Linked DNA regions of Mus musculus: regions 2, 3, 4, 5 and 6 are each linked to region 1. The links are chromatin contacts, called in public promoter capture Hi-C maps. All regions are on one chromosome and are shown on one strand. The core of a region is the stretch at or near the end of the contact, and the rest is flanking DNA. Distances in the headings are between cores, read along the strand shown. Region 1 holds the start of Plekho2 (pleckstrin homology domain containing, family O member 2). Region 2 holds the start of Herc1 (HECT and RLD domain containing E3 ubiquitin protein ligase family member 1). Region 3 holds the start of Rab11a (RAB11A, member RAS oncogene family). Region 4 holds the start of Dennd4a (DENN/MADD domain containing 4A). Region 5 holds the start of Dapk2 (death-associated protein kinase 2). Region 6 holds the start of Hacd3 (3-hydroxyacyl-CoA dehydratase 3).

Region 1 (2,747 bases), core at 136-2,635:
GTCTGGAAAAACCAAAAAAAAAAAAAATTATTTTATGTATATGAGTGTTTTTTCTGCAGTTATGTCTGTGCACCACTTACATCCCTGGTACACGAGGAAGCCAGAAGAGAACCTCGGATCGTCTGGAACTGGAGTTCCAGACAGTTGTGAGCCACGATGTGGGTGCTGAGAATCAAAGCCAGGTCCTCTGGAAGAGCAGCAAGTGTTCCTAACCAATAGGTCATCTCACAACCCCTCTCCACCCTTTAGGTGTAAGGACCAGTTCCAGGCACGAGGGGCAGTGTGTTCCATCCTCTTTCACGTTGAACTGAAAAGGACCTGAGCCCAAAGGCCAGCAGAGGGCAGTGAAAGAGAAGTTTGGTCAACTGATGTAGCTGAGGTTAGGTCACCCAGAGTCAAAACAGATCATCATTAATCTATCCCACAAGCACAAAATTCTGGGTGCTGTAGCATGCAGCACACCTGACTAGGAAAGATAGTGTGTGTGTGTGTGTGTGTGTGTGTGTGTGTGCGCGCGCGCGCGGGATGCTGGAGGTTTGGCTGTGACAGTCACTCTCCGAGCCTGTTTCTTCAAAATAAAAATAAAAGTACATGGTAGAACTTAAAGGGTTTCTTCACTCTCTAGCAACGTGGTCAGGTCAGGGCCGAAGGGAGTTAGGGTGATGGAGTCGGCTCACAACATGAGAACCAGAAAGGGGTTGAACGAGGGAAAGGAGAGCACAGAGTTTGGGATTTCAGAGACCCTCTATTAAGGAACCGAGTCCAAACTTGATTCTGGTCATAAATTCCAAGCTCATGGCCGGCCCCACCCTGAAGTTCCACAGACCGAAGACCATAGCCACTACTTCAAATTGGGGGAAGAAAGGGGACGAGCCTCTTTGTGTACTCATTTCTGAACTGCCCTGGCAGCTGGATCCAGTCCCCCGCAACCCAGGCCCACTGGGTTAGGCAACCTCAAAGGCATCAGCTACCCACTGCCTCCCGGGCTTGCTTGGTCAGCCGCGCCCCCGCCCCGCCCCGCCCCGCCCCCGCCCTGCCCCACCCCGCCAGCATCCCTCGCCTCCGCCTCTGGGCCGGAAGCCCCCTCCCCCTCCGTATCCCCCACCTCCCTAGCCTCTACCCCCTCCCAGTCCTTCTCCCTGCTTTGGTCCGGGAAACCTCTCTCCGCCCTCTTCCTGCTACTTCAGCTCCGCCTAGGTTCTTCCGTCCATTCCCGGAGCTGAAGACAGGCCCCGCCCAGGATCCGCCCTGGCCCCGCCCCTGAACCCCCCACCCGGCCATGCTCCTCACCCAGCTGCGGGCGGGGGCTTGGAGGCCGCTGTATCCCTCCCTGGCCCCGCCCCCAGCCCCCGGAAGCCCCTCCCCGGCTCCAGCCCCGCCCCCCGAAGTTTCTTGGGCCCCGGGCGCCCGGCGGGACAGAAGACAGCAAGCCGCCGCCCGGCTGCGCGTAGATGGAGCAAGCGGAGCCCGCGCAACGCGGGCAGCAGTAAGCGGCGAAGCCGCCGGACCTTGCAAACTCGCCATGGAGGAGGAGGTGAGGGCGAGGGCTGGGCCAGACGGAACAAGAGTGCTGGGCTCGGGTGCTGCCCGTCCTACTTCCACGGGTCTTTCTGCACAGTCCTTCCCTTCAAGCAGAACCTGGACCAATGGGGTAGGGGCGGGATGGAGGTCTCGTCTGCATCCCGCCGACAGCATCCTCAGTTATGTTTTGGGCGTTTCTTACCAACTGGAAACAGTGCCTGTCATGGTTCCCATTGGATTGATGGGGAGACTGAGGCTCTGGAGAGTTGGGTGACTTGCTGAAAGTAGACAGGGTTGCTGTGCTTGAATCCCGTTACACCCTTTCTTGGCTTTCTTTGCCTGCCTCAGCCAGGTCTGCTTCTGAGGTGTGTGTTAGGGGAGGGAAGTTCTTCAGGGTCCTGGGTCACTGTTTTCAAGAAATCTGAGATTGTAACGGAGCCTGATGGCAGGAACGAAGAAATTGCTTTTGTCTTCCTTGTGTAAATATCTCAGAGTTCCCAGTGCTCTTGAGCTGTGTCTATCAGAGGATGTTAGTTGAAGGGTCAGGTCAACTGAGTCTCCCGGTAGCAAGGACTGGATCAGCAACGTCCCTTGGGCCTCCTCTGCCCTCTGCATACAAACTAGATTTTGGCCACATTCTCGTTATCCAAGTATTCAGTATACAGCAGTCACTTATTGCACGAGTAAGAAGACATTCTTATCCCTTGAAGGGCGGGGAAGAAGATGAAGCCTTCCCTCCTGTAGCCACCCAGGCCAGCTGGGGAGCCTTCAGTGAGCTCAGCCATCCGTATTCCTGTCAGTGAGCACTTGCGTATTTCCTGGAGTCACTGCAAGGCTGGCTGTTCCCTCTAGGCTAGACCCCGAGTTTCTGTGAGGTGGTAGATAAGTCACTTCCCCTCTCAGCCCGGGTTTCCTCTTCTATGAAACACAGGGCCTACCCTCCTCCGCTAGACCTAACTGTGGTCCCTGCACTCAGAGTGGGTACAGGTAGGGGTCAAAGTCAGGCCACTATGTTTTGCTGTGGTTTCTTTCCTTGCTGTCATGGCGGCTGCCTGCCCTCGGTTCCACTCCTGCAATGGCTGTGCTCTCTGTCCAAAGCCCCTCCCCGTGCTCCCAGAGGATGTGGGTCAGAATTACTCCATCTCCTGATCTGCTTTGGTCCCCAGTTAAAGGAAGTTCTCCTGGGGCTTCCTGGGCTCAGCAAAGTCAGCCCTGTTCTCCCTCTG
Region 2 (2,700 bases), core at 111-2,610, 770 kb before region 1:
AGAGGACTCATCACACAAAAAAAGAAAAACTATAAAAATAACTCAGATATTATATCCAAAAAGAACAATGTTAAGGTTTGACTTTTAAAGCTATTTGAGCAACAATCATTTTGAAAGAAGACACAATGAAATATGGTGACGGCTGGGAACAGCCAATGATAATGAACAAGTAACCCGGCTTAATCAAGTGGGCCAAAGGAATGGTTCAAATAAAACAAATCATTTTGGGAACATACATAAAATAAGGAAGTACCATTCAAGGACAAGCTAGGTACTCTTAAAAAACAAAAGAGTCTGTTAGAAATATATCAAAATATTAACAGTGAAATGCTATCTCTGGAGATGGGTTATTAATTCGTTGGAATTTATCACTCTTGATTACCTATACACCTTCAAGGTATTACACACATTTTTAAAACTAACGCAAATGGAGATTTTTGTCCCTGTGCTTCACAGCTACCATACACATGCATGCATAGTACATACATACATACATACATACATACATCGCGTCTTTACATAACCTCCTGGGAGAGGTAGGTACCAAGCTTCTGTCCTCGTGTCTCCTGGGAACCTGCCACCCATCACTGTTCCCAGGGTTAGCTCCTGTCATCACCACCATCCACCTCTCACCCTGGAGACTACACAACTGTCGCCTCGTCTCCGCTCCAGGTAGCAAGGGCTTTAGAAATTGTTATTTTATCCGAAGAGAGATTCAGAGAAAGGTTTACCGAAAGGATGAGCAGCCCCCACCCAAAAGCGCAGACGAGGAGAAAGACGCACGGTCTCAACCTCCACCCCTCCGAAGTCGGCCGGCGACAGGGAGCACCGGAGTCGCGACTCTCCTCAAGAGGAAGAGATGGGAGAGCCGCTCCCCAGTCCCAGTCCCAGCTAAGAGAGACGCGCTCGATAGCGGATAAAGGGGAGAAGGTCACAGACGCGACCCCTGAGGCGCTGAGGGGCGCAGACTGCAAGCTTATTCAGGGGCGGGTCCCTCCCTCCGGCAGGTGGCTCGGCTTCCAACAGGCTTCCAGGGGGCCAGGGGTTCCTCGGGCCTCCGCCCGCCGTCCACCCGGAGCCAGCAGTCCCGCTCGGCGGGCGGCCCCGGAACGGCCCCGAGCGGCTCGGCCGGGCCAGCCGATCACACACTCGGGAGGTCACGATGGCGAAAGAGAACGTGTTACCTACCGTACGTGGGTCGGGAGCTGGCGGCGATGGGGTGCGGCTCCAGCACCCGGCACCCGGCTGGCCAGCGGCCGCGCTAGCCGCGTCCTTTATATTTTTGCTGCAGCGGCGGCGACTTGTCAAAGGGAAAGACGTAAGAGGCGGCGGCGGCAGCGGCGGCAGCGACGGCGGCAGCGGCAGCGGCAGGCGAGTCTCGCGGGACTTATGAGGGAACTCTCGCGAGATCAGAAGCGCTGGTCCTGCCTCCTCCGGGCCTCGCGCGGGAGGTGGGAGGCAACCTGAGAGGAAAAGGGAGAGAAGATGCCGGCTTAGGCAGTGATGGGAAAGCGATGAGTACATCGCCGGCCGGGAGACCCTTCCTGTGAGGGTACTGGGGACACTCTACCGCCCCATGTCTCTTAACCGCTGGGTCCTCGCGGAGTCACGTGTGCCCGTAGGGAACTATCAATTGGGGGCATTTCACAAAGGGCGCTGAAGGATCAGGCGAGCGTGGATGTGTTCAGGATGAGTACGGGACAGTCTGCAAGAGGATCGGGGTCCGAATGCTGCCGAGGCCTCGGGGCTGCCGAGGACCGAGAGAAAAAGCTGCGGCCGGCCACACCCCTTTATCTCGGCTGCTTGCCGGGCGCTCTACTCCCTTTATCTCCCATCACAGTCTGCCCTTAACCTTGTGGCTGGTTAAGTTTACGCCCAAGCAAGTGTTTAAGTTGACCAACTTCTGCCCTGTCTGAGGAACACGGGAGGATTGACCTTTAGTACAGGTCTTGACCCTGACCTATACAGTGATGCACTCTGAGGAAGAACACTAACTTGGTCATCTAGCCCAACGTCTAGCATAGATGTAGGCGCTCAAATGTTGAATTGATATTGTTGAATGCCTCTGTACTTAAGGACTCCCAATCTCACCACTGTAGCCACCTTCAGCAAAAGGTTTTTCTGGAGAGAGAGCGGTTAAGAGGGCTATCTCTTACAGAGTGACTTGGCTTCACTTCACTTCAGGATGTCCAAAACCACTTGTAACTTCAACACTCACTTCTGAACGCTACAAGAACCTGCACTCGCGTTAACATACCCACACATACACATGAATTTGTTTTTGTTTTCAAGACAGGGTTTCTCTGCATCGCCCTGGCTGTCCTGGAACTCTCTGAAGACCAGGCTTTTTCCTGATTCTGCTCCAGAGTGCTGGGACTAAAGGCTTTTGGGGAAGGGGGGACGTTATAAATAAAATCTTTTTAAAAAATTCTTGTGCTAAAGACATAAACATACATGGTATAAGCAGCTGGGTGGGGTGGCAATCTCTGTGAGCTTGAGGCCAGTTTGGTCCACATACTGAGTTCCTCCCCTTTGGTTCAATTGGAAATGTGTATCATACAAATTTAGCCTAAGACAAAAGCTACTCTCAGCTTTGTGTGTGACTTGGAATGGCTTGCTTGGCTTCCCTGGACCTCAGTTCCTAATCTGTTCATTTAGAATATTAGTTATTATGACAGGGTTCCTCCTTAGAGGAGTATA
Region 3 (2,700 bases), core at 41-2,540, 840 kb after region 1:
AAGTCTGATTGTCTCACATATTGGTTCATCCTGAAATGTTTTGCTGCAGCAAAGTCAAGAATCAGTTTTTCTCCGAATCCAGGTCCCTAATAGATAAGGGAACTCCTCAGACTTGCTGGTGGCTGTCTGGAAGAACATCTCGTCCCTGCTGACAATCCTCCTTCCAACTTTGGAAAGACCTTAAGGACAACCCTGAGCTTATTCAGATAATAAAAAAATAACATCTCTGCTTAAGGTCAGTTGATTAGCAATTTGAATTCCATCTGTAGGCTGAATGACAAACATCTGTTTCCCAGGAATTATTAGATGACTATGCCTCTGTGTGGACGGAGGTGGAGGTGGGAAGGGGCAGAGGAGGACAGCAGGGCCAGCCTGAGCTATATTCTGGGGTACAGAGGGGGAGTGAAACCACCTCAAACAACAAGAACAAAATTATTAGGAGATGCTGTGGCAAATTTCTTGAGTCTTAACACTGATATTTGCTAACATGGGAATTGCCATTCTTCTTGTGTTAAAATTTATTTAATCGGGCTTAGCTCGAAGGCCAGAAAATAGGACTCAAGATCTTGAATCTTTATGAGAAAGGGTGGGCGAAGTTCTCTTAATGACATCTGGAGATAGTGCAATAGATTTGTGGAGAGATTGAGTGGGTGAGGAGTGCCTATCCTTAACTGAAGCTGAGGGTATAAAATTCCAGCAAAAGGAATCAAGTAACAAACTTTCTCCAAGGCTAAGAAAAACCAAAGAGTTCAATAGGTCTCCATGAAGATCAGATACTACTGAATTGACAAGATTGATTAGTGTAGTCTTCATAGGTAAAGGCTACCTGTGGTTCAATCCAAGAGCAGATATAACAAGGTTATTCTATTATTCAATATGAGCTAAAGAATACAATCAATATGAGTTAAAAGTATGAAGAAAAGGGAGCAGGTTCCACCGAGATTTGAACTCGGATCGCTGGATTCAGAGTCCAGAGTGCTAACCATTACACCATGGAACCAGCACGGAGGCAGCAGTGCCTTCGGGTCTCTAATGCTGACAAAACTCCGCCCCCAACCGGAAGCCAGATACTAAAAGATTTACACTTCGCTTCTCTGAATGATTGGGGAGAAGAACAAGCCAAAGGCTCCAAGGACCATTTTAGGATTGTTTTTCCTGTATGCCTTCCCAAAGCCGGGTGAGAATGTGGTGTCCACTCCTGCGCATTCCACCCTGCCTAGCTTATGGGCGGGGTGCCATCTCTCCGGAAGTACTTTCTGCGAGGGGCTGGGGCCTTCCGGAAGTGACGCATACAGGGCGGGGCTCGTCACCGGGTCCGGCAGCTGAAGCTCCTCGCTCGCTCGGGTTACCCCTGCAGCGACGCCCCCTGGTCCCGCCGCCGTTGCCACCGCCGCTCCCGCCCCTCAGCTCCTCGGCCGCGCCATGGGCACCCGCGACGACGAGTACGACTACCTCTTTAAAGGTGAGGCCGTGGGCCAGCGAGAGCCCATTTGGGGCCCGAGACACTCCCGGGGGACCCGCGCAGGGCCAGCCCTGCCCTGGTCGGAGTCCGCCTCGGCGCTTCCTTCCTGCCGCCCCGTCGGGGGTCCCGCCGCTCGTCCGGGTTCCCGCGCCCTTGGGAGGCCTGACGAGCCGCGGCGCCCCTCTCTGTATGTCCTCCCCGATGGCTGCGTCCCTCACGGCCGTGCAGTTCCTTCCCTGGGCGTCTCGAGCCCCTCCTCTTGGATGCTGCTGCTCGTCTCACGTCCCCCCTCTGACAGGCCCCTGCCTGGGCTGAGCACCCATATCGGGACACCCACTGGCTCGGGGGGCGGGGGTGTTGCTTTTTCTCTTTTCTGTTCGTTTCCCTTTTCTTCCCTTCCCTCCTCGTGAGCCTTTTCCTGGGCTTCGGCCAGATTCGCCCGTCCCCGGGCCCCCACCCCCATCCCCGCAGACCTCGAGGTCAGTACCCGCGGACTGTCCCCTCCCTCCCCACAGACGGGCAACTAATGTTTAGCACTCCGGAGCGACCTGGCTGGTGGGAGGGAGAGAAGGGGAGGGCAAGAGGGGCTGTCCATCACTCCTGGCGTTCATGCACTTGTCGCAGTGTCCAGGCAAGCAGATGACTTCCCACCTCGCGTTTTTCTTTTTTTTTTTTTTTCCCCCCCTTTTCATCTCTGTCCCTGCCTAGCTACAACCAGACCGGGATAACTCCTTTTACTTGGCTTTCGAGAAGGGGCTGCGGATGGGTGGTGGCTGTTATCCCTGCCAGACCTGAAGGCCCAGTTCCCGAACAGGAAAGGTTGTGCGCTGCACAAATACTAGCGAGCTTATCACTGTGGACTGGTTGCTTCCTGCTGCAATACTGGGAGGATCCGACAGGAAGGGAAGAACCCTGGTTGGTCACATACCTTTCCCAAACAGTGAGAGAGGGTTATAGTGCTAGCGTGCCCTTTTAGTGAAATCAAGAATTTATTACAGGATGGGGGGAAATGTGGAGCCGGTGGACAGAACAGGGAAGAATGTAAATAGAGACTTGCTTATGGGTTGAGTCCGCGAAGAAGCTGAAGTGAAAGGATACAGTTCTCAGTGACGAGAGAGTACAGTGAACGCTTTTTTTGTTCATGAATGCGCTCTCACTTTCGTAGCCTTGCTCTGCTCCTGAATTAGAAGGGCAGCCATCAGTAATTTGTTGAACAAAGATCATTGCCAGTGAGGAAG
Region 4 (2,700 bases), core at 115-2,614, 770 kb after region 1:
ACAAATAAAAACCGTCTCTACCGCTCTGAGGCCAACCATTCGTCTGAAGGAAAAGCACACTGGAGCAGCAACATCCAAGTTTCCCTTTACGTCCTGTCATTTAAAAGCACCATAAAAGAGATGTCGCTGCGACCCAATTCTAGGTCACAAGCTTTTTTGCCCCTTCTCCCCCTGCCCCCTCCTTCGTCTTTCCCCTCTAGAAAGAGATAAACTTCAAAAGGAGTGGTGATGACCAAGAATTGCGCGCGCGTGTGCACAGACACACACACACACACACACACACACACACACACACACACACACACACACACTGGTCAACTTGGACGCTGGCCGGGCTCACGTGGAACCTGAGCCCCAGCCGGGCCCCGGCATCTGGACTGAACAGCCGCGGGAAAGCAGCCCCCGCCGCGGGTTTGAAACCCAGAGCAGGTGGGATTCCGGGAAGCAACCTTACGTAACGAGCTTGTCAAAATCCCAGCTTCAGGACCTCCCCACCGTCCGCCCCCGCCCCATCACCCCAACAACAACAGCCCCAGGCCAGCACCAAATGGCCAGTCCGGAGGGACCCCCCCGGTGTCCCGCGCTCGTTCCCACACGGAGGCGCGCGAACGCCATCGACAGCATCTCGCCATCCTCCGGGACGGCCAGAGCCCCTCCTAGCAGCTGCCCGCGCCTAGCGGCCCTCCAAGTCCTATCACCCGGCTCGGCGTCCCCCTGCCAGTCACCTCCTCAGGGCCGTGACAGCTCCCTATGCCACCGATGCCCACGCCGCCGCCCCCGCCACTCACCTCCCCGCCGGCCCCCGCGCGAGCACCGGGAAGAGCCTGAGATGCAGAGTCTGATCCCCTCATGCGCGGCGGGCGGGACACGAGGGGGCTGAATGTCGCGGCGCTTGCAGCCAGCTTAGCTCATCTCCCGGCCCGGCGCTCCGCCCAGCCGTCTCAGTCAGACGGGACTCCCCCTCCCCGCGCGGTCGCCAAAGCCTCCGCCTCCTTCCTCAGCACCAGCCGCCGAACCCGCCGCGGCCGGCGCCATCTTGGGAGTGACGGTAAAGACATGGGGGCGGGGACTATGGCAACAAAAACCAATCACAGGCCGAATCTGACCCGAGGGGCAGGAATGGGCCGAGCTAGGGGGTGGGTCGTGGGGGGAGGGGACTAACAAGGGTCCCGCAAGTGGGCGGGCCGCTGGGTGGGGCTGTGGGCGGGGTGGGGCCGGGCTGGCTGGTGACGGCGAGTGTAGCTGGGGAAACGCGTCGTGGTTCCCCTTCAGGTTGGGAGATTCCGAGCCCCTGGCGAGTAAGAACAAGGCGCACTGTACCTTCCTCTTTCACAAGCATCCAGCTATGGCCAACAGACCTGCTTCTTCCTTCCCGGCACTGCTGCTTGGTGCAGTGGTCTGAGCTGAGATCCGCCCACCAAAGTCACTGGTATTCTGCAGAAAACCCCCTAAGCGGTTAGCAACCACCAGTAGCTTTCAGTCCCGAGACAGAGGTCAGGGAAAAGGGGGAATTCAGAGGGGTTCTCTGAAAAGCGCGTTGATAAAACAGCTATTGTTGATTGAAAGGGTGTCCATTACATTGATTAATTGGATATGGCCTACTTAAACTAGACTGCAGGTCTACTGTTAATGGCTATTGGCAAGATGCCTTTGAAAAATGTGGATAATAAAGGTTGATTACCTCTACAGAGTTACTCAGAAATGTAAAGTGTATGCCTAAAAAGTATTGAATAATGTTAGCTGGAATTCTATGAACAAATGAAGGAAGAAATAGGACCTTTTAAAAAAAAATTCCTCTAGGTTGAAGTTAATCTATGCAAAACAGGCTTCATCTTTATTGCCAACCGAGATTACAGTTTTATTTTATACCTCCACTCCTTCTCTTGGACTCATTCATCCAGACAATATTGTTGGAAAACCCAGCAGGGCTGACACACAACAGTCAGGGAACCAGAAAAGGTCTGCTTTGAGGGAGTTGAGGTCTAGTGGGAGAAGCTCAACAACAACAACAACAACAACAACAACCAAATATATTTAATGCTTGGAGAAGAAACATAAAAGTTCTAGGAAGAATTCTAGGTAGCAGATAACAGGGTGGTTTTTGAAACCAGAGTGATCAAGGCTGTGCCTCTCTGAAGTGCAGGAAGAAGCCAGTAATGGAAGAAAGGCCCCAGAGAATTGAGTAAAGCAAAAAGATCATGCAGAGAACCTGCAATAGGGAGGAGCTTGGCTTTTAGAACTGCGAGGAATCTGTGTTGATGAGAAATGTATTTTGCCTGGAGAAGCCTTCCATTAGATTAGAGAGGGAGTTGAGAGCTCCGTTGTATAGGGCCTAGAAATACAAGACTATCCTTAATTCTAACTGCAGGCCGAAGCCACTGAATGGCAAGTAGGGAACAAAGCAGCTGGGAACAGTGAGTGGTACTTGAAGAATGGCATCTATATTTATATTCTAGACAACATATGGACCAGAGAACCTGATTGAGAGGGTTTGTTTTTTTTTTTTTAAATCTAAGTTTGAGTCTCTTCAACACTGAGTTCACCAAATATAGTTCAAATTGTTTAAAAAATGTGTGGGCATCACATTATATTGTGTAGATAAAAATACACTAATTTCACTGAAAATTATTAAATAATACCATTGTTGATCCCCACACCCTCCCCCCCCCCTTTTTTTTTTTTTGTTTTGCTTTTCCGGGA
Region 5 (2,700 bases), core at 79-2,578, 580 kb before region 1:
ACCCACTGGGATCGGGTCTAAGTCACTTGTTAGACAAAAGGAGAAATCTGAGGTCCAGAGAGGGAAAGGGACCTTTCCACCATGGCACAGCTAGGCCATCAAACTTCCCAGGGCTTCTCTTGATACCCACACAACTCCTCCATGGATGGCTCAGGACTGGAAAGCCAGTGGCTTCTGGGAGAACAGTTCCAAGGAGAAGGTGCCCAAGTTTGGCAGGGACAGGCAGTGGTTTGGAACACGTGCGCACATACACACACACATGAAGAATCCTCAGACTCAGGTCTGGGGAAACTGCCAGCAGTGCCAGCAGAAGGGAGGAGACTCTAGCATCACAGAACCCCTTTGGATGATCCCTGATAAGGATGTTGGGGCTCAGAAGGTCAGCCACCTCCCTGAGTTGACATGAGAAAAACTCAGTCTTTTAATAAAAGGTTCAGCTTCTTTGGGCAGCCGGACTGTTTGCCCCCCACATCTAACAGAATAGAAGGCTCTAGAGAAGCTGTCAGGGTTGGCTGGTTTATTCCCTCCAGCAGGTAGTTTGTTGTCCCGGGGCAACAGATACCCACCCATTCCTGACACTTCAGTCAAGCCTCCAAAGACAGCTACTGGTCTATCAATACCATGACTTTAGATGCCAAAAACTTAACCGGCGGGCAGGTGGAGACAGGGAGGGCTTTGAACCCAACTCTGAAGCAGTCAAGGTACCAGCCACTTTTAGTCAACAAAATTCCCCTAGGATGCCAAGCCAGTTAGTTGGGAACTAGTGTCAGAAACCAAAAGAGCTGCCCCCAGCTACCTTTAGATGACAGGGAACCAGGGAGTGTCCCTCCACCTGCCCGCAGCTGTTAGGCCACACTGGAGGTTCATTTCACAGGAAGCAACCTCCCGGGCTGAGGCGGGGAGGAGGAGGTGTGAGCCCACAGAGGCTGGGCTTGTTTCTCTCCTATTGGGGACTTTTGAGGGGGCCAAACTTGATGCATGGTTGTTTCCATTCTCCTGCCCAGATGTCAGGCCTCTGTCCGTCAATCCCCATCCCGTCTCTGGGACCAGAGTGTCAAGCTTAGGAGGCACCCCGAGGTAGTAGTAGCCTGCAGACTGGCCTCCGGGTGCCGTCCCAGCGCACAAACCACAGAACGGCTATATCCTAGACAGGCAATGCCCGACCACCCCAGCCACTGCTGCCGTCGAATCCCGCGGCCCGGGCGCTACTCACGGCGAAAGGCTGCGCTGCATGTGCGGAGAGCTGGACGTGCACCGGGGCGCGGCGGGGTGCGCGGCGCTCCGCTCTGCTCTGCTCCCTGCGCCCGGCGTCCGCCCGCAGAGCCGCCGAGGAGCAGAGGGGGCGGAGCGGCCAGCCCGGTCCCAGGCGCCGGCTGGAGGCGCGCCCGGACACTCGGCCCGGAGCTCGGGGCGCCCCCTGCTGGAACCCCCGCGGGACCGCCCCGAGGTGAGGACTTGGATGCTCGTCCCTTCCCGCCCTGTCTCTCACATGCTGTGCCACCTGGAACGAATCAACTTGAGTAAGCTAATGATCAACGCACTTCACAACCCAGCACAATTGCCAGAAAACAGAATTTCTCTGCCCTTCGTCCCCACCCACGCACACCCTGACTGATCAGATTCTCTGGGGACCTCGCTCCACACAAGGGTAGGAAGCTCTCATGTGCCCCACTCATTCCCGGCCCAGCTTGAAGACTGCCCATATTTGCCTATTACCACGCCAACCCTGGCACCATTCTTGAGTGTAGTCCGTGTATCACCATTAAGCCTGTCTTAATGAAGGACTTGGGAGTTGATTCTCCCTTCCTTTTGCAAATTATCAGAAGGAGAAAATATCAGTGGTAGCGTTGGTGGCTGGAAACAAAACTGAAGTTCAATGGTCTCCATTCAAGACCAGAGACATTTTAAGGATGGCCACCTAGAGCCTCCAGCCCTAAGTCACTGTGACAGCTAACACTGTCAATGTGACTGGATTTACAATCAGGAGATAAACCTCTGGGTATGCCTATAGGAATTTCTAGATTGTGTTTCCAGAGCTTTAGTGAGACCAGCCCTAGATGTGCACAGCAATGGTCCACGGGCTGGGGTCCAGGAATTAAAAAAAAAAAATCGGTGAGGAGAAACTGGCTAGTGAGGGCTGCTCTTCTCTGACCATTGCTGCAATATCTGGGACAGCCTCCGGGAAGATCCCAGACCTTTGCGTGTGACCTTTCAGATCTGTGCAGTTTAGAGGGCTCTCTGTGAACAGAGAACCAGGATTCACCTCATATTTCTCTCTCCCTCCCCCTCCCCTTCCCCTCCCCCCCCTTCCTGAGGCTGGGCACAATGTACCCAGCTGCGCCACGCTCCTGCTGCCATGATGGACTATACCCTATACCTTCTAACTGTGAGCCCGTTCTTGAGTTGCCTCCCCCACCCCTTGAGTACTTTCTCACAGCAACAAGAAAAGTAGCACAGATCCCCCCTTAGGGATCCTCCCTAGAGCTAAGGATGTAAGATTCTGAGTCATGGGTGTAGTCCAAAGTCCTGCCCTATCATCCATGTGTGGTCAGCCACCAGAAAGTGGGAACAACAACCCTTCTGGTAGCTTCCAGTGAAGTCCTGAGTAGCACTGGCGGAGGGTGACATGTGAAATGTGCCCAAGGAGCACACTACCCCTCAGCCTTTTCAACACCAGGAACCCTGAAAATGCCACTGAGT
Region 6 (2,700 bases), core at 30-2,529, 560 kb after region 1:
GTACGTCCTGGCAATAGCCTTTATCAGTGTCAAGGACCAAATGAAAGCTTTCTGCAGGAGTAATGACTGATCTCTGAGAAGGGAGACATGGCCCTGAGCCAAACAGGGCTAGGAGGGGGGGGGGCAGTCTCTAGAGAGGACAGTGTGGTTTCTTTTTCATTTGACTGACATCATCATAAAAGCCTTATTCCCATCCCCCTGCCCCTGGCCTTGCCTTCTAGTCTCCCTCACCCTGCCCCACCACCGTGTACTTTTTAGCCTGGATGATAAACTCTACTTTATTTCCCTTTCCTTTGTTTGTTCAGGTTGGCCTTGAACTCAGTACGTAACTAAGGATGACTTTGCACTTCTGAACATCTCAAGTGCTGAGATTACAGGTGTTCACCACTAGTCCTGATTTATGTGCTATTGGGGATCAAACCCACTACCGACTAGGCTATAGTCCTCTAGTCCTCTAGTCCTCTTACTAATCTCTGTCTCTCTGTCTCTGTCTCCTTATTGATTTCCCTGGAAATGGGCCCATAATAGCTGTGCTCCTTTACAGAAAAACTTAGAAACAGATGATGACACTACAAGGAGCTGAGGTTATAGTAGAGTGCCTGTCTGCAGCATCCAGGTCCTCAAATGCTCAGGACGGGGCTAGGGATGCCAAGGAACTGATTTGTTTGTTTGCTTATTAGTTCATGTAGATAGCTATAACGAATGGGCTGTTCTGTTTGTTGGGCAGTGAATGGAAACCATCTCTCTTAAAACAGGAAGCCTGAGGCCAGGGGAGGTGTTGCACACCTTTAAATCACAAGGGAGGCAAAAGCAGACGACAGGTCCCTGGATCTGGTCTACCAAGTGAATTTCAGGTCACCTAGAGCTACATAGTAAGACAGACAGAAAGAAGAAAGAAAGGAAGGAAGGAAGAAAAAAAAAAAGCAACACCAATGTATGTCTTGAATGGCTCATCTGTCTTTCTGTGTGTGGCCTTGAAGCCCAGGGAGGAAGTGGGTTCTCACTAAACGCTGCGATCATACAAAAAAACTTGGAAGGGATCCTTGCACACAAGCCTCTTCATACGCCGCCAATCCGCCCTTTCTTTGTAGATTAGAGCCTCTCACTTTCATGTTCTTGTGCAAGGACCTCTCTGAAGCGCCACAGGAGGTAAGCGAGGAGCTCAAAAGCCTCTGATCCGAAGGCCACTGAGCCGCTGATCACGTGGCGCAGCCGCTAGCCTCTCCCACGTCCCGCCCCGTCCTCTCCCTCGCTGGGTTCGCCCCGCCCTCCCGCCCCGGTCCTCACTGCGCAAGCGCGAGCCGCGAGCGTGGGTTATCTCGAGACAGCCGGGCTGCGGGCTGCGGAGCGTGCGGGTCTGAGGCCTGCGTTCTGCTAGCTCCAGCGGCTCACAGGCCGAGGTAACGAGGCGCAGCAAGCCGAGCCTCCCCGCTCCCCCGGACAGCGTGGGCCATGGAGACTCAAGTGCTGACGCCGCATGTCTACTGGGCTCAGCGACACCGCGAGCTGTATCTGCGCGTGGAGCTGAGTGACGTGCAGGTAAAGGCCGGGCTGCGGGCTGCGCGCAGGATCGGGGGCCCCCCGGTCCCCGTCGGCCGCCCTGTGCGTTTGCGCTCCTGCAGTGCGCCAGCAGGAACCGCGAGTGGAGCGCCCCGGTCTCCCTTAGGGGCTGCAGGTGCCGTCCGGCGTTCTGCGCTTGGCCCCGGTATCCCCTTTGTTCCTGGTAGGCGCCCTGGGGAGCCTCAGCAGAGTCCTGGAAGCCGGCGGCTGGCCTTCGGGTTGCCTAAGGCCCTCTGAATTGTGGGATGAGCTCCGTGGGTCTAAAGTGCGGCTTGACAGTGGCCTGTTGTGCGGTAGCAGGACGTCAGCGCTGGCCTCTGAGGTTTAGTCCGGGCGGCCCATTGACCTTCTCAAGGCCCGTCGCTGGGCTGGGCGGGGGGCAACCCCCCAACCGTTCAGTGATAGAAATCTACACCACACCTCCGCTCACCAAGGAAATGATTTCCATCCTCTCTTTAAGGCTGCGAGCTCAGCCTTAGCAAGTTGCGTAAAGAAATTATCGTGTGACATTAAGTATTCATTTCACCACGTTTACCTATTAATGTGAGCAAATCAAATCCCTGGGAACTTCCCATGTCTCTAACCAGACCATCCAGTATTCTGTGTGAAGCGAGTGGTTTTGGTCTGGAATGTTCTTTCCCTAGTCTCCTTGACATCCATGGTATTGTAATCTTCATTCCTCTGAACTGTTTCTTGCTCGCAGTTAGATACCTGTCTGAATTCATCAATTCATCTGGTCTATTTTCTTGCAGGGTCTAGGTGCCCATGTCCACTTGAGTCTAATCTTTGCTTCTGGAATGTAAATAATTTCCCCTTGTGAACGATGAAGCTAATACTGGCCAGAATGTCTTTGAGTAAGCAGTAAATTTCATTTAAGGTGTAAGCAAACCCGAATAAATGCTACTCTAGAATAGGATGAATAATTCTCTGTGCTATTGTTCTCTACTCTGCTACAAGATTCTTTGCTAAAATAGAAAAAAAAGTTTTTGTTTTTAATTTTTATTTTTGTATTTTGGAGACAGTCATGCTATATAGTTATGGCTGGCCTGGAACTTACTATGTAGACCAAGGCTGGCCTGGAACTCACAGAGATCTGCCAGCCTCTGCCTCCTGAGTGCTGGGATTCCAAGTGTGCACCAC

Evidence for each region. Promoter capture Hi-C pulls out the DNA fragments that hold promoters and counts their contacts.
Region 2: a promoter capture Hi-C map of erythroid cells shows a contact between it and region 1, with 32 times the contacts expected there. The contact joins the promoter of Herc1 here to the promoter of Plekho2 in region 1. A contact is called at or near these places in 5 of 39 promoter capture datasets (erythroid cells, liver, pre-B cells and 1 more), 2 of 115 datasets of contacts at active chromatin or transcription factors (fetal liver and memory CD8 T cells) and 1 of 9 other capture datasets (adipose tissue).
Region 3: a contact with region 1 is called in a promoter capture Hi-C map of erythroid cells, with 31 times the contacts expected there. The contact joins the promoter of Rab11a here to the promoter of Plekho2 in region 1. A contact is called at or near these places in 1 of 39 promoter capture datasets (erythroid cells) and 1 of 484 Hi-C or Micro-C datasets (CD8 T cells).
Region 4: a contact with region 1 is called in a promoter capture Hi-C map of erythroid cells, with 14 times the contacts expected there. The contact joins the promoter of Dennd4a here to the promoter of Plekho2 in region 1. A contact is called at or near these places in 2 of 39 promoter capture datasets (erythroid cells and pre-B cells) and 2 of 115 datasets of contacts at active chromatin or transcription factors (memory CD8 T cells and microglia).
Region 5: a contact with region 1 is called in a promoter capture Hi-C map of erythroid cells, with 21 times the contacts expected there. The contact joins the promoter of Dapk2 here to the promoter of Plekho2 in region 1. A contact is called at or near these places in 1 of 39 promoter capture datasets (erythroid cells) and 2 of 115 datasets of contacts at active chromatin or transcription factors (bone marrow-derived macrophages and embryonic forebrain).
Region 6: a promoter capture Hi-C map of fetal liver shows a contact between it and region 1, with 3 times the contacts expected there. The contact joins the promoter of Hacd3 here to the promoter of Plekho2 in region 1. A contact is called at or near these places in 2 of 39 promoter capture datasets (erythroid cells and fetal liver) and 2 of 115 datasets of contacts at active chromatin or transcription factors (memory CD8 T cells and microglia).

Annotation. Positions count from the first base shown.
Region 1 is chr9:65,578,725-65,581,471 of GRCm38.p6, reverse strand. It overlaps Plekho2 (pleckstrin homology domain containing, family O member 2), which reads left to right and starts at 1,385. Exons shown (of 6, transcript NM_153119.3): 1 at 1,385-1,534. The coding sequence starts at 1,523.
Region 2 is chr9:66,349,110-66,351,809 of GRCm38.p6, reverse strand. Herc1 (HECT and RLD domain containing E3 ubiquitin protein ligase family member 1) reads right to left here and starts at 1,360. Exons shown (of 78, transcript NM_145617.3): 1 at 1,189-1,360. Gm30447 reads left to right here. Exons shown (of 2, transcript XM_006511600.4): 1 at 1-1,189; 2 at 1,292-1,485. The coding sequence starts at 739. The coding sequence ends at 1,467.
Region 3 is chr9:64,736,346-64,739,045 of GRCm38.p6, reverse strand. Rab11a (RAB11A, member RAS oncogene family) reads left to right here and starts at 1,290. Exons shown (of 5, transcript NM_017382.5): 1 at 1,290-1,462. The coding sequence starts at 1,423. n-TQctg9 (a tRNA gene) reads right to left here and starts at 1,000; the gene lies at 929-1,000.
Region 4 is chr9:64,809,675-64,812,374 of GRCm38.p6, reverse strand. It overlaps Dennd4a (DENN/MADD domain containing 4A), which reads right to left and starts at 1,364. Exons shown (of 35, transcript NM_001162917.1): 1 at 1,355-1,364; 2 at 789-1,035. It overlaps Gm36459 (a long non-coding RNA gene), which reads left to right and starts at 960. Exons shown (of 3, transcript XR_379559.2): 1 at 960-1,048; 2 at 1,273-1,429.
Region 5 is chr9:66,156,854-66,159,553 of GRCm38.p6, reverse strand. It overlaps Dapk2 (death-associated protein kinase 2), which reads right to left and starts at 1,328. Exons shown (of 12, transcript NM_010019.3): 1 at 1,214-1,328.
Region 6 is chr9:65,020,296-65,022,995 of GRCm38.p6, reverse strand. It overlaps Hacd3 (3-hydroxyacyl-CoA dehydratase 3), which reads left to right and starts at 1,279. Exons shown (of 11, transcript NM_021345.2): 1 at 1,279-1,539. The coding sequence starts at 1,453.